Regions from separate parts of the Mus musculus genome. Here region 2 is linked to region 1. The links are chromatin contacts, called in public Hi-C maps. All regions are on one chromosome and are shown on one strand. Each heading gives the region's core, a stretch centred on a gene start, on an enhancer-like site or on the middle of the called end of the contact. The rest is flanking DNA. Distances are from core to core; before and after follow the strand shown.

Region 1 (6,838 bases), core at 1,991-4,490:
TCCAGTATCGAGATAACAGGAATGTACCACCACCATAGGTATAGTTGATTAAATTTAACCTATTTGATGACATGGAATTTTGATTTTTAATTTTTCCCTCATGCTAGGTGATTGAGAACTTCCCATCTGTTTTTAGTTAATTGGTTATCTTGATAATAGGTGGTTAGAAACTTCTAAGCTTTTAGGAGCTTGGGTTGTTAGCAGAATTCCTTTCTACATGAGAACCCCAGTTTAGCTGGCTGTTGATTGGAAAGTTTCCTTCACATCTCAGATGTAACTCATGGCTATTTCCCATATTGCACACTTAGCTGATAGTCTATATAGGCATGCTGGCTTCATGGTAGTATAGGGTAGTACTTCTGACCCATTGCTTTGGATGGAATCTGTACATCAAAATATAGTGGGGATGTTTGTTAGAAGCAAGTCATAGGGACTTCACAGAGCTCAACAAAGGGGCAAGGAGACCCTTGGGTTGTCCTAGAGTCTGGGGGCCACCATTCCCTATCGCATTATCTCCATGCTAACTTCAGGGAGCTTTGGATCAAGTGATGCTTCTTTTCAGAACGAGTTTGAATGGCGTGCCCACGGAGGTCAGTATTTCCGTTATCTTCCTAATGCTTTGTAACCATCACCAGGGAGTTTACTTACTATTCAATGACCTTGTGCCAGGTTTGGTTTGCAAAATGGATGGGTTTGAATGTCTCTGAAATAGCTCTATGGTCTCAGTTTCTCGTCTGAACCCTAGGGAGAATGCACACATGCAGACTAATGCAGACTATTCTTTCCAGGGTACTTTTCTTTTTCTTTTTTTCTTTTTTTGGCCAGTGAGAGGTAATATACCAAAAACTGCAGCCACTTCTCCTACATGGTATTTTATTTTATTTTATTTTATTTTATTTTATTTTATTTTACTTTTTAAAACAGTAGCAACACTGACTTAATAACACAAAAGTACTGAGGACTGGTCTCAGCACCTAAAACCCTGTGCTCCAGAGTGTCTGGAGAATGAGGCTGAAGTGAGGTTCTGTTTCTACACTAGTATACGTGTGAATTTTTAACTCGACATCCAATGTGTTCTGCTCTTTTTAGACATTTTCACGTTCTCCTACTCTAGGTCTTTAGCATGCAAGTACTAAGCTAATGTATCTTTGCATTGTATTATATTAGAATGTTTGAGTTTCAAAATTGTGTATGAGTTACTGACTTAGTTTCATAAAATAAATCATTAAATGAGTTTTGGCTTGACATTAAAACAAAATCTCCAACAATTCCCGAAATGACCCCACAGACACATGTGCCATTTTAGACTGTGTATTTATGTAAAACAGTATTCTCAATATTGACAGATATAAAATCAGACAGCAAATAATTTGGAAAATGTTGACTATGCTCTATGTCCCATGTGTCAAATACTCAGCTAAGATTTAATTCTTCATGTAAAAAAAAATGCTTATCCATCTCATTAGTATGCAAATTGGCTTTCATCTTTAATAAATGCTCTAAAACCTTATGTATACCAAAACTGATTTTAAATAAATTTGTTTTCCATTATCAGTAAATGTTTATTTCTTTAGTAAATGTCTCCAAATCCTGCTGGTCTAGGAACAGACTCTTTACATAAGGTCCTTTAGGGGACAAACAAAATCCAACCTACAGGAGCAACTGGACAGTTTTTATGTCCATTTACAAGGACAGAGAATGCATCGTGGTGTGTCCTACAATATATTTAATGTGTATTTGATTTTTATAAGCCTGAATCTTCTACACACTAACCTTGGAGATGTGTGTATTGAAAAATAAAAGTAAACCTAATCAACCTCTGGATCCTAGGCATCATTTAAGATTAATTTGCTCCATTTTTATATGGCATAATGAAATGTATTAATAAACACATGATAATTTTAAGCTAACTCAGCCAAATAAAATTTATATGTCCATCTAATGCTGTTATTTTCTTTTACTAAATGCACAGCACACTAATACCTTCATATAAGCAATTTTCATATTCTCAAATTGAAAAAAATTGCAGCTATTTTGGGGGAATGTACCAGAGGGATAACTCTGTCAGGAACGTGCTTGCATTTCAAAGATGAAGACCAGTGATTCCCAATCCTGGATATCTGAGTTTGAGTCTTGGGACCCAATGCACATACACATATGGGCCCCTTGCCCAATAAAATACAATCAAAATATTTTTAAAGCTAGGGAGTACAGTGGTGTGCTTATAAAATAATCAATCAAACAAACAAACAAACAAAAAACCCACAACCAAACCAACCAACCAGCCTTCCAACCAACCAACCAACCAACCAACCAACCAACCAACCAACCAACCAAAACAAAACCATAAACCCAAAACCACCCGTGTCATCTGAAAAACAATGCCCAATATTGTCCTCTGACTCCATCTCACACATAATGTGTACACACACACACACACACACACACACACACACACACACAACTTATGTTGGGGTTCAGGGTGGGGAGAGAGAATGTGTATGTGCTGGAAATGAGAAAACTTCGTTATTCTCAGGGAAATTAAACATAGCAAGCATCTACTTAAGGTGCACAAGAGTGTGTACACAGCCTATATGCAAATGCTATGCCATTTTAGTCAAGGAAGCACTTATCATTTTTGCATTTTCCAAATGCTCCTTCTTTGTGCCCAAGAAATCTCTATGTCACTCAAGATACACAGACATATAAAATAGGAGTATACTGCAATATTTACATAAACAGTTGGACATGGACCTTTACAAAATGGGATCTAAGGCAAGGCCCTAGGCTCAGGGATGTGCCCTCTCTGCTCCTATTTGAGATGTGACCATTTCTTTCCACACACTCACCTGCCATGCTGTGCCACCACCTGCTACTCTCATCAGAAGCCAAGTCAGCTGGGGACAGGGGACGTCCAATGTTACCTTTTAATTCCCTTAAACTTGAGGATAAAGGTTTTTTGTTTGTTTATTTGTTTGTTTGTTTATCCTTTGTAAGTAGCAGGTGGGATCAGACAGTTTGTTCCCATGTTGAGTGCTGAGAAACAGTCACTCAAGCTGGACACACTGAAAAGAATTGTCCCTTTATCTTCTCTACCATCTTCTAATGCTATCTACTGTCCTTTGCACTCTGCTGATCGAAATGTGTAAGCGCTGCTCTGTCCTTTAGCGTGTCTTACATACAACTCTGACCATGCTACCCCCTTGCTAAGAATCTGTGGAGAGAGTAGAAGCCGTGTGTGGCATTTAAGGCCGTGCACAGTCTGATGTCATGCCATCTGCTGCTGTTCAGGCCGTGCTCCCGTTTACCAAGCGTTTCCTCAGAAGAACTTTTCTGCCTTGTTGTGCCTCCACTGTCTTTCATTCCTTTACCAAGAGAAGTATCTCATCTTTCATACCACTTTCGGAATTTAGCTTCTGAATGGGCAGAATTCAGGGTTTCTTTTTATTTTACTGTGTACCGAGAGCACATCTCCTAGTACAAGGTTGTGTGTACCCCAAGAAGTCCTGCTTAGTGCTTTGTTGATCTTGCATTACTAGTATCCTGGTAATTACCTGGCAAATCACAAATCATGCAACACCTCCAAAATTATTTGATGAGTAATATATGAATGAGTATGTGCGTATAATATACTTTCTTCCTTTTAATTTTTAATTTGCTTTGAGCATACACTGCCAGGCTGATTTTGAACTCATGATTTCGCTGCTTCTATACCCTGAGCACTGAACTGAGAGGTAGAGACTACCATGCCCGGAGGATGGTTGACTTCAAACACTGAGCTGTTTCAATGACCTGAGTATTTCAACACTTAAAATCAAAATGGATGGCCTTCTCAGCCACTTGGAATCTAATGTGAGACCTTACATCTCAATGCCCAAGAAGTATCAAATGATCAATAAATGTATTGGTTTATTAATAACTGATTCCTGGATGCTGTAAGCAAATGGGTATGTTAGACATCTTTTCATGACTTCTGGTATACTATTGCTTCCAAATTCAATAGCTTTTATTTTGCTCTCATTTATTTTGAAATTTGAAGTACTGATCTCAAACAAACATAGCATCACCATCTTCATCTACTTGTCTGCTTTTCTTCTCTATGGGTAACATCTTTAAGAGTCCATATTAAAACCAGATTTATATTTATGTTAGACCCCAGGAAAAGGCACAAATATTTCTGAAAGAATTCATGGAAACACATCTCTGACTCTCCTGCCAACACTGGGAGACTTTAGAAATTAGATACATATTAATATCAGACATCCTAGAATAGTTACAAAAAAATCAAAGTATGAGTCTGGACCTAGCAGGTTGTCACACTCCTCTTTGCAGTGTAGTCAGGCCATTATAAGAAACAGAGCCAATGGTGAAGCATCTTTACTGTGCTGGGCCTGGAGGAGCATGGCGCTTCAGCAAAGCGGCATTTGTTTGTAAGGCAAGGTCAGATTTAAAGGGCTCCTTAAAGACACCAAGAGTGGTATTAAAACAAACAAATAAGGAAAAACAGAACAATAAGGAAATGTTTTGTTTAATAAAGACTAGCATGAACAGTAACAAAAGCTGTAGGAAAATCTGTAAGTAAGAAACCAAGAAAAGATTATGGAATAAAGATTAAAAGCAGCTTTCTTTTGTGTGATAAATTCTAATGTCTCTCACTCATGGAGAATGGCTGTCAGGAGTCAGAAGATGGGATGCAGGCTTATGAAAAAGGAGGTCTAGTAAACACAGATGTAAAAGCATATGTTTATGGAACATACATTTATTGTAAAGTTACCATTTTTAATTAATATTTTTAGATTCAATATTCAAATGTCATTTGGAGTAAAAGGCAATTATTTAAATGTTCTGTAAATTTAAGCACAAATTTAAGCCATAGGCATGCCTTTACAGCCGTGTTAATTGTTCTGTATCTTATACTTATATCTATATTAATTTAACAATTTTGTTAGTGATAAAGGACTATACTAAAAATGTAAGTTAATACGCAGATACTAATTTATATTATTAATTCCATATGTTTAAAGGCATCATTACAGTTAATTCTAGTGGGTGTCTGACCATTCACTTTGGGGACAGTCTCTAACTTCTGGATTTTTCAGTGATTTTTTTTTCACTCCGTAAGAGTGAAGGTCCCTCTGGCTAGAGAGACTGCAGAGAGTGAGGGCTCAGTCTGCCACCTTCCCTTGTTATTCCCTGGCAATGGGTTCCTGCCTTGAGCTGGCAACACTGGTTTCTCTGCTGGGAACCACTGGTTTTATAAATGCATTAATTGTGATCCAGTCTTTTGCAACAAAATCACATTTTGAACTTCATAACTATACACTGTCTTTTGCTTAAAGACATACCTTCATCTCAAAAGCAAATTGAAATACATGTAAAGATGTGTTTTTGGCAATTCTTCTGAGAGTTTGCACATGTGGACAATCGCTTCTCTCCACTTGTGCTTCTCCTGCTGTTTGATATTGGAGGAGACCACCACTTAATACCCAGAAAGACTTCTATGCCCTTATAGACCTCTAAGATTTTATACACTCTTAAAATGAAACTGGTGTGGTCACTGACTTTCTCTGACTTAAGTGAATTCCTGGAGAAGGGAAGATGTGCCCCAGGCCAGCCTGCTGACACCATTGAGCACCTGGGGGTTGAAAGAGTAACCAGACCCACCATGGCCTGGCTCAGAATCCACATCCTCTGGCTGTTTGTGGGGCATACAACATGCAAAGTGTGATAGAATAAAGGGCATGCTGATGTTGGGAGATACTCAACCAAGTAGCCAGAGAAGGAAAAGCAGGACAGCCTAGCATAGACCCTGCACCCTAGCCCAGGGGAGCCTGTTGAGACAAAATTTTCACTCTCTTGCCACCTCAAATGACCTAGTCAAAAAAAAAAAAAATAAAATCCCTCTCATGTCACATGGTATGGTGACTGACCTATGTTGTCAGTTTCACCACATTTGTAATCAACTAAAATTTTGGGAGGGATGTTCTTGATTAGGTCACTTGAGGTGGGAAGACCCACCCTGAATTGACACCACACTTGCTGATGGTACCCCATTATAAAAAGACATGGAAGAAGGAGGCATCTACTTTTTGCCTGCTTGATTTCACTCTTGCTGGAAAGTTAATATTTCCTGTTGTTGATGCAGTCTTTCACTGGTCTTAGAATTTACTTCATGACTCCCACAAAGATAGAAGAACAGCAGCTCTCTAGGACATCTCTGGAACTCCAGCATCAGATTGGGACTGCTAAGACATCCAGTCTACTACTTGATCCTTGGGCTCTCCATGAGAAGTCAACTAGTGCTGGACTATCTGGACCACATCCTATACGCCACTCTAGTTCATGCATAGACTCAGTTTTGTGGAGACTTGGTGGCAGCTTACAGCAGTGGCACACCTGAGAGATGGGACATCAGTCTTCTTTTCTTTTCTCTTTAAATTTTCTGCTACTCTTGTCAGTGCTTTATTTTTTTAAAAAAATATATTTCTATTCCATTTAACAGTTTCTATTATCCCTTTTGACTTCGTGTGATTTTTAACTTTATGAAACCTTTAGCTGAGACTAAAACTCAGAGAGTTTTAACTCAGAGAGCACACATAAAATATTTAGACTCAGAAGCTGTATTGTTTTTTCACATCCTGCTTTCTTCCTTCACTTTCATATGTCTCTTCCTTAACCTCATTGTGGGACTCAAATTTGCACTCCCCTTACTTGTTTATGTTTTTGACACAGACTCTGCCACTGCTGTGAATTGATATGGATGCGCATCTCCCTGACGCAGTCTTCTTGAGGGCTGGGTTCTTGAAGTTGTCTGAGTTAATTTCTGCCCGTCCTCTTC
Region 2 (6,838 bases), core at 1,584-4,083, 430 kb after region 1:
TTTCTTCAAAACAATTTTTTTCTGCTAATAAAGATTTTACTTTTCTTATATATTCCTTATATCCCTCATTAGTTTTATTTAAAAAGGTCATTGGCCCCTTACCCTGTTAAGTCCATTTATCCCCCCTGCATACTGACCCTGTTAACTCTGTCTATCCTGACTATACATATTTAATTATTTTTTATTTGTTTGTTTTTATTGGAAATAGAATTATATCACTGCCCCTTCATCTAAACTACTCCTTTTTCTAGATAATCCTAGATACTCTCTCAAAAACCCATCTCATGCCCTCCATTCTTTGTTGTTTCTCCTTGAATGTTTTTGTTACATACACACATATGCATACGCATACGCATACACATATGCATACGCTTACGCTTACACATACACATACTGCTGAGTCCATTTTTGTCATTGTGTGAACGTGGTTTCAAGGTAGATCCTCTGCATTGGACAACCAGTAAAGGAACCATCCCTGGGAAAGTCAAATTTCTCTTCTCCTACCATTCATTAGTTGCCTACAGACTTTTTTGTAGGGGTAAAAAAAGAAATTCCCTTTTGACATTAACATGTCCATTGATATTGTCATTGTTCTGGTCTTGTTTATACAGCCATTTCTAGGAGAGACTATGTCATAGCAGATTTTCCTGGAACTCTGGCTATTATAACCATGTCTGCTACTCTTCTGATACTTCCTATGCAGAAGCTATGATAAAGATCCCTACCTTGTGTCTAGTTAAGATTTTCTTTGATGGTCTCTATTTGCTATAAAAAAGAGGGGGCGGTTACTTCTTTCTTGATGAGTGGTACTATGCTTACCTGTGGGTACACAGATTTAGAGTGTATTAAGGAAAGATACAAATGAGTGTATGCTGGTCTATTCAAAGAGCAGTAGTAGATTCTTGTCTAAAGGCTATGATCTCACTGGCCCTGGGCTCTTACGTCCACTTAGATTGTTAGTGGACTTTGAGCCAGTGTTTGTTTGAGGCCAAGCAGAACAATTGAATGAGAAGCTGAGGGAAGTCAGATTGAGTCAGTCAGCTTGGAGATGAGTTTGGGCCAGAAGAGCTAAGTTGAACTAGACAGCCAGAGTTCAGAGAGAACTAGAAAGGGTGAGCTTATTCAGCAGTAAGCCTTGGAGATAACAGTTATATCTACTGAAATAAAAGTACTTTTATAATCAACACATTTTGGTACACTCTTCTGTAGTTTAATTCAATAGTTGATGTGAATTAGACATTATAAATAATTGTGAAACACATAGCATATATATCACTTACTCTTACAAGGTTATTGAATGTAGCACAATTCTTAGGAAATAGACATAAGTTAATGAAAAATGTTCCAGCAGATGGTTTCATGCTCTTAAAGACTCAGACAGCACCAAGTAAACTTAATGGCTTTAAAACAAAACAAAATTAAACATTACATGAAGTTGGGGAAGGAATGTGGTAGAGGGTAAAGAAGGAATTGGGGTAAGAAATGGGAGCACATTAGATCAAAAATCATTACAAGCATGTGTAAAAATTTCAAACTATTTTTAAAAATATATATATATATATATATATAGAAGAGTCTTTTCCTTCAGAATAAAAGCAAAATGATTAAAGTAACATTTAATTCCTGTAGGTCATGTTGAGAGAAGCAAAACCACAGCCCTCTTTCCCTTTCCCTACCCCCTGTCTCCTCCCATACACACATACACACTTATACATATATATACACAGTTGTATATTAATATATTTGAATATGTATCAATTGTAAAAAATAGATATACTCCTTCTATTATCCAATTCTATGATGAGAAAATCCCCACTCTTCTAGGACTGACACAATTAAGTGTGTCTACCAGTCAGAGTACATTTCTAGGACCAACCTTGAACTTATACTAAAAGAGAACTAATGACAGTTACATGTAACCTCAAACTTTCCAACTGAGACCCAGAATAATGGCTCTGAGACAATATTTATGAATAAGTGCCTAGGCCATACACTTGGGCTTTTTTCCTGACTAGCTCTTATCTTACTATCCCACTTATACATTTCTGTGTCTGCCACATGGCTGGTTACCTCTCCGCAGTTCATATATCCTTTCTTCAGAGTCCTAATGGTAAATCCCCCATGCCTAACTCACTCCCAGAGTTCCAATCTCTCTACTGCAACTCTCAACTTCTATTTCCTGTCTTTTCTAATAGGCCATCAGCTTTTTACTGACAGGTGATACTTTCACACAGTGCACAAGAGATCTCTCTATGGGTATCAAGAGAATTTATACAAGTATGATGTTGACTATGAGTGTGTAATTACAAGTTTGGTACCTTAACCATATGCTGTAAGTTTGACCTTCAGGTAGACTACAAATGTGGGAAAAAGTAAAAGCCTTGGATCCTTTCTGCTTCCGAAGACTCCATGCCAGCATCAGTGTGCTGAGGAGCTACGGGACTCCGGAGGTAGAGAGAGAATAAACTGATTCTGATCCCTCTGAGGCCTCACTGCACTCCTTCTTTTGCCTTTGCTGGTTTTATATTGTATTTGGATAGAACCAGACTGTAACCACTAATATAGCACTTTCTGAGTCCAGAGGGTCATTTTAGTGAATCATGATAACTTGAGTTTTGCACAGAGAGCTGCACATTTGTAACAGAGTCGTCTGAGGTACAGATGTTCTGCAGGCATCTGAGTTTATAGTCAGTGCCTGAAATAGGGGCTGCCTTGTTGGAGACAGATTCTTACCCTGTGGAGACCCTGGTAGGCAAAGTCTTAAGTCACTGCAGCTAACATGACCTTCTTGGCTTCTCCCGCAATGTCTGTGGCCAGCCACAAGCTTCAGGTCACACCTCAGATCATTCCCTTTGTCAGTTCAGGAGCATTTGCTGAAACAGTGAAGAGCTGCTATGTGATTACTGGAACTGTCAGTTTGGATTAGTGAATACACGCTTGATTTCTACCGAACAGTAAATGTTCTTGTATCTACTGCTTTTGTAAGCCGCCTAACATCTAGCAATTTCTAAGCACACTCTAATTGACTAAATTGTAGGGTCAGAACGTGAGGGTTTTTTTTTTTTTTTTGTGACACTGAATTTACATTAAAACATGAAGGTACAGTTTACTTCTCTTGGTGAAGCTGTCTTAAGAATTTGAAAGGGAGTAAAAATCAGGCACTAAAAGCACTTTGAGTAGGCTCTTTAATTGGCAAATTTTGAAATCTAAGTAATTAAGTATGGATTAATAGAAATTAGAATTGAATAGACCACAGTTTGGTGACAAAACAATATTGTTCTATGCATTGTACATTTTTGTCATATTGAAGAAATATATTTTCATATAGTGACAATTAAATTAATGAACTATTTACTTTGAAAGAAATTTTTAAATGATTGCTTTCTTTTAGCTCTAGTCTTTATTCCAGCTGGTTATTTTTTTTATTATAATCTACTCACTTGGTTTTGTCCTAATATACTTACTGTGTCCTCTCCTGGAAACTCAGATCCATACTCTTTGCATGTCTACTAATTATCAGTTTGAGGAGAAATCTACCCTGGAGCCTTGGAAGCAGGTTGTGATTGACATTAAGTTTGCTGAAGTGTGGCTGACAGCATCAGTATGGCTGATAGTCCAATAATTAAGAAATGAATAAGAGCATATGTGTTATTATTTTGTGTAAAGTGTCAATAAACTTTAAACTTACTGCTCAAATGCTCCTCTGAGAAAATGAAAGAGCCGTTGTTTCTCCCATTTCCAACACAAGCACACTGAGAAGGTTGAATAAATGCTGAAAAGGGAGATTTATAAATATTTATTATAGAACATCTGATGTAAATTAATGCATACTGACTGTAAATTCAATGCAATTCAATCCGACAACTAGGACCCAGCGATAATAAAAGTCACTTCTAAATCGGAAGTATTTCCTTTAAAAGAGAAGAATCAGATCAGCACATCCCAAAGGCACATCCCAAATGCCTCTGGAACTCACAGGCATTAACGATCTCATTTTAGGATAGTCTGTTTACGCTTACTAAAAGAGCTAAGTCTCTTTTTAGCTTTAGGTATAGTATATTGAATCTACGTTATAAAAATGCATACTTACACAGGAGTCAAAGATTATTACTTTTTTTTTCTCAAGACAGGGTTTCTGTGTAGCCTTTGGCTGTCCTGGAACTCCCTCTGTAGACCAGGTTGGCCTGGAACTCAGAAATCCACCTGCCTCTGCCTCCCAAGTGCTGGGATTAAAGGTGTGCACCACCACTGTCCAGCATGAATCAAAAATTATTTAAATTAAAAAAATATATTAGTTTCTTAGAAACATATGCAATTTTTACAATACCAATGCCAGGCTTTACATCGTAGAGTAAGGTGTAAAATTGGTTTAACACAGAAACAATTCCGTAATAAAATTGTACATTCTCCAAGATTAGTCATATTAATTTATCATAATCATTAAAATTGTCATCCCCCAAACATAGATACAAGTAATAATATATATACTGAGTAAGGTATATTTATATTTATTAATATACATATACATGCATTTAAATATATGTGTGTAAAAACAAATGATGGTAAGTAGAGGCCATGAATTTGGAAGAGAGCAAGAAGGGATATATGGGAGTGTTTAGAAGGAGGAAGAAGAGGGGAAAATGGTATAATTATCATTTCAAATGAAAGAAATACTTTTTAAAATCTGAGGAAAAGGAGATATTTATATTTCTCCATGATAAAAGCATCAAAAAGTAAATGCATATAAATTATCTTTATGTCTTTTAAGTATTCACCAATATGTGTTCTTTCTTACTGCTTTTCAAATACATTTTAGGAAACATATATTTACCATTTTGGACTAGTGCCATAATCATCATATTTCCTACAACTGATTCTCTAAATTAAATGAACCATTAAAAATGAAATCAGAAGATGCATTTATAAAAGGGAAGAATTATTTATATTTGTTTGTGTATTTTTGAAATTGATTTAAAAAGCATTAACAATCTGAGAGGCTGGGGTGTGAAACTTTTGACAGTGGAGTGATGGTGAGCCTTTCATTGATAAGTGATTTATGTTCTAGAAAAAGACACATGATGTCGAGAGTAGCATTTCATGTTGGCTTACAGGACCTTAGCAGGAGACCTCAGATATCTGATTTACAGGATGTTAGCAGGAGAGCTCAGATATCTGAGCGCGAGTTTGAGCATCCGTGTTGACTGTGAGCAAAGGCCATTTGATGAGGAAGCTGAGAATATACTGTAGAGCGGACAATGTCAGCCAGTGTGGAAGTTCATAGCTGCAAGCTGAGCTCTTGGGAAGCTGAGGGGCAAGAAAACTGTTGTGAATTTAAGTAACATATTGGCTTCATGACAAGACCTTACATAAAAATAAAAATTAGAGTCTCAGATCAGAAAACAAGAGTGTAGCAAGTACTACGTTCTTGAGTAAGAAAAGGGAAAATATACACATATTCACATATACTTTTCATCGTTCATGGGAAAATAGAAAATATAGAGATTATACATAAATTTAAAATACAATGTTCATATCCTAAATATTATTTAAAACTCATAAGCGTGATTTGTTGTTCTGTGTATTCAAAATGGCTTATGGGTTTATATTATAATCAAAATATTCATAGTTTGTGATATTATTACAAAGAAATAGTTTACAATTACAAGTCTATTTAGATTTTTAATTCTTGTAAGTTTATTTATTTTATCTTATGTATATGAGTCTCTTGGTTGAATGTGTGTTTGTGTAGCACATATGTGCCTGGTGCCCATGGTGGTCGGAGGAAGGCTTCAGATTCCCTGGAACTGAAACTAGGTGAGAGCTGAGATACAAACCTAGATCTTCAGCAAAAATAAATGCTTTTAACCACTGACCACTGAGAGAGCCAGGATGGATGTTCAGTGTTTGGTCATTACGTAACTAAAGTCAGTCTACACTGCCTCTTGTATGATTTTGTCCTATTTTATTTTTATTTTACCGTAACACACACACACACACACACACAGAAGTATGTATATATGCATATATATATATATATATATATATATATATATATATATATATATATATACTGTGAAAACTAAATGTTTATTGATAAAATATTAAAGATGGATTTGTACTTGAATTGTTTAATAAAAGCGGCATTATTTTAAAGGATGTGTTGACCAGAGCCATTTAATTTATAAAATGTATCTTCAATTATTTAAATTTACATTTGAGCAAATATCATCAGAATGTGTGCTGGTCTGTATATTTGGTGAGTGGATGCCTGATGCAGAAAGAGCTGTGTCCAATGAGAGGTGGCTCACCCTCTGACTCCTCAAGGATACCATGGTCTTAAAGTTAATGAAAAGATGTTAAGATGAGACAGTTTTCACAGGAGAAAGAGCAGTCTGGGTGAATACCTCTTCTGCTCACACTTAGTATCTAAGTCGGGTTTTGATGTAGAGAGCAGTGGCTCAGGGAAAACGGGGATGGGAAGAATCAAAGAGGTGGCACATGGCCACATGGAGTTTCTTCCAGATGACACGAATTAAAACCTACTCACCGTGAAGGCGTTAGAATGGAACAGGCCATAAGGAAGCCATTTGCAATGTCTAAAAATACTTTGCTTATGGACAAATGACACAATGCCATTAGTGAAATGGAGGTTTTAATGACAAATTTTCATTACAGAAATTTAAAACAAAGTGGACATATCTAAGGTGACATCTAGCTCCTTTGTGTCAGCCCTGATAAGTTAAATGCACCTAGTTTATATATTCATATGGAGAGGAAAGCTGTCAAATGCTCGTTTTCAATTTTGGAACTTCAATTTATTTTTAAAATGGATGTATTA

Evidence for each region. A called contact is a pair of places that touch in the nucleus more often than the background predicts.
Region 2: a Hi-C map of cerebellar granule neurons shows a contact between it and region 1, with 2.2 times the contacts expected there. The contact joins two enhancer-like sites. A contact is called at or near these places in 1 of 15 datasets of contacts at CTCF or cohesin (the NIH/3T3 cell line) and 1 of 484 Hi-C or Micro-C datasets (cerebellar granule neurons).

The regions. Positions count from the first base shown.
Region 1 is chr3:123,835,736-123,842,573 of GRCm38.p6, forward strand. No RefSeq gene overlaps it. Among named protein-coding and RNA genes, the nearest start is that of Gm24456, 96 kb to the left of the region's middle. Within about 2 kb of position 3,241, at least 2 of the 459 cell types and tissues checked have an H3K27ac peak or open chromatin away from gene starts, as enhancers often do. A contact at or near this core is called in cerebellar granule neurons, where this site is marked.
Region 2 is chr3:124,264,203-124,271,040 of GRCm38.p6, forward strand. No RefSeq gene overlaps it. Among named protein-coding and RNA genes, the nearest start is that of Tram1l1, 53 kb to the right of the region's middle. Within about 2 kb of position 2,834, at least 3 of the 459 cell types and tissues checked have an H3K27ac peak or open chromatin away from gene starts, as enhancers often do. A contact at or near this core is called in cerebellar granule neurons, where this site is marked.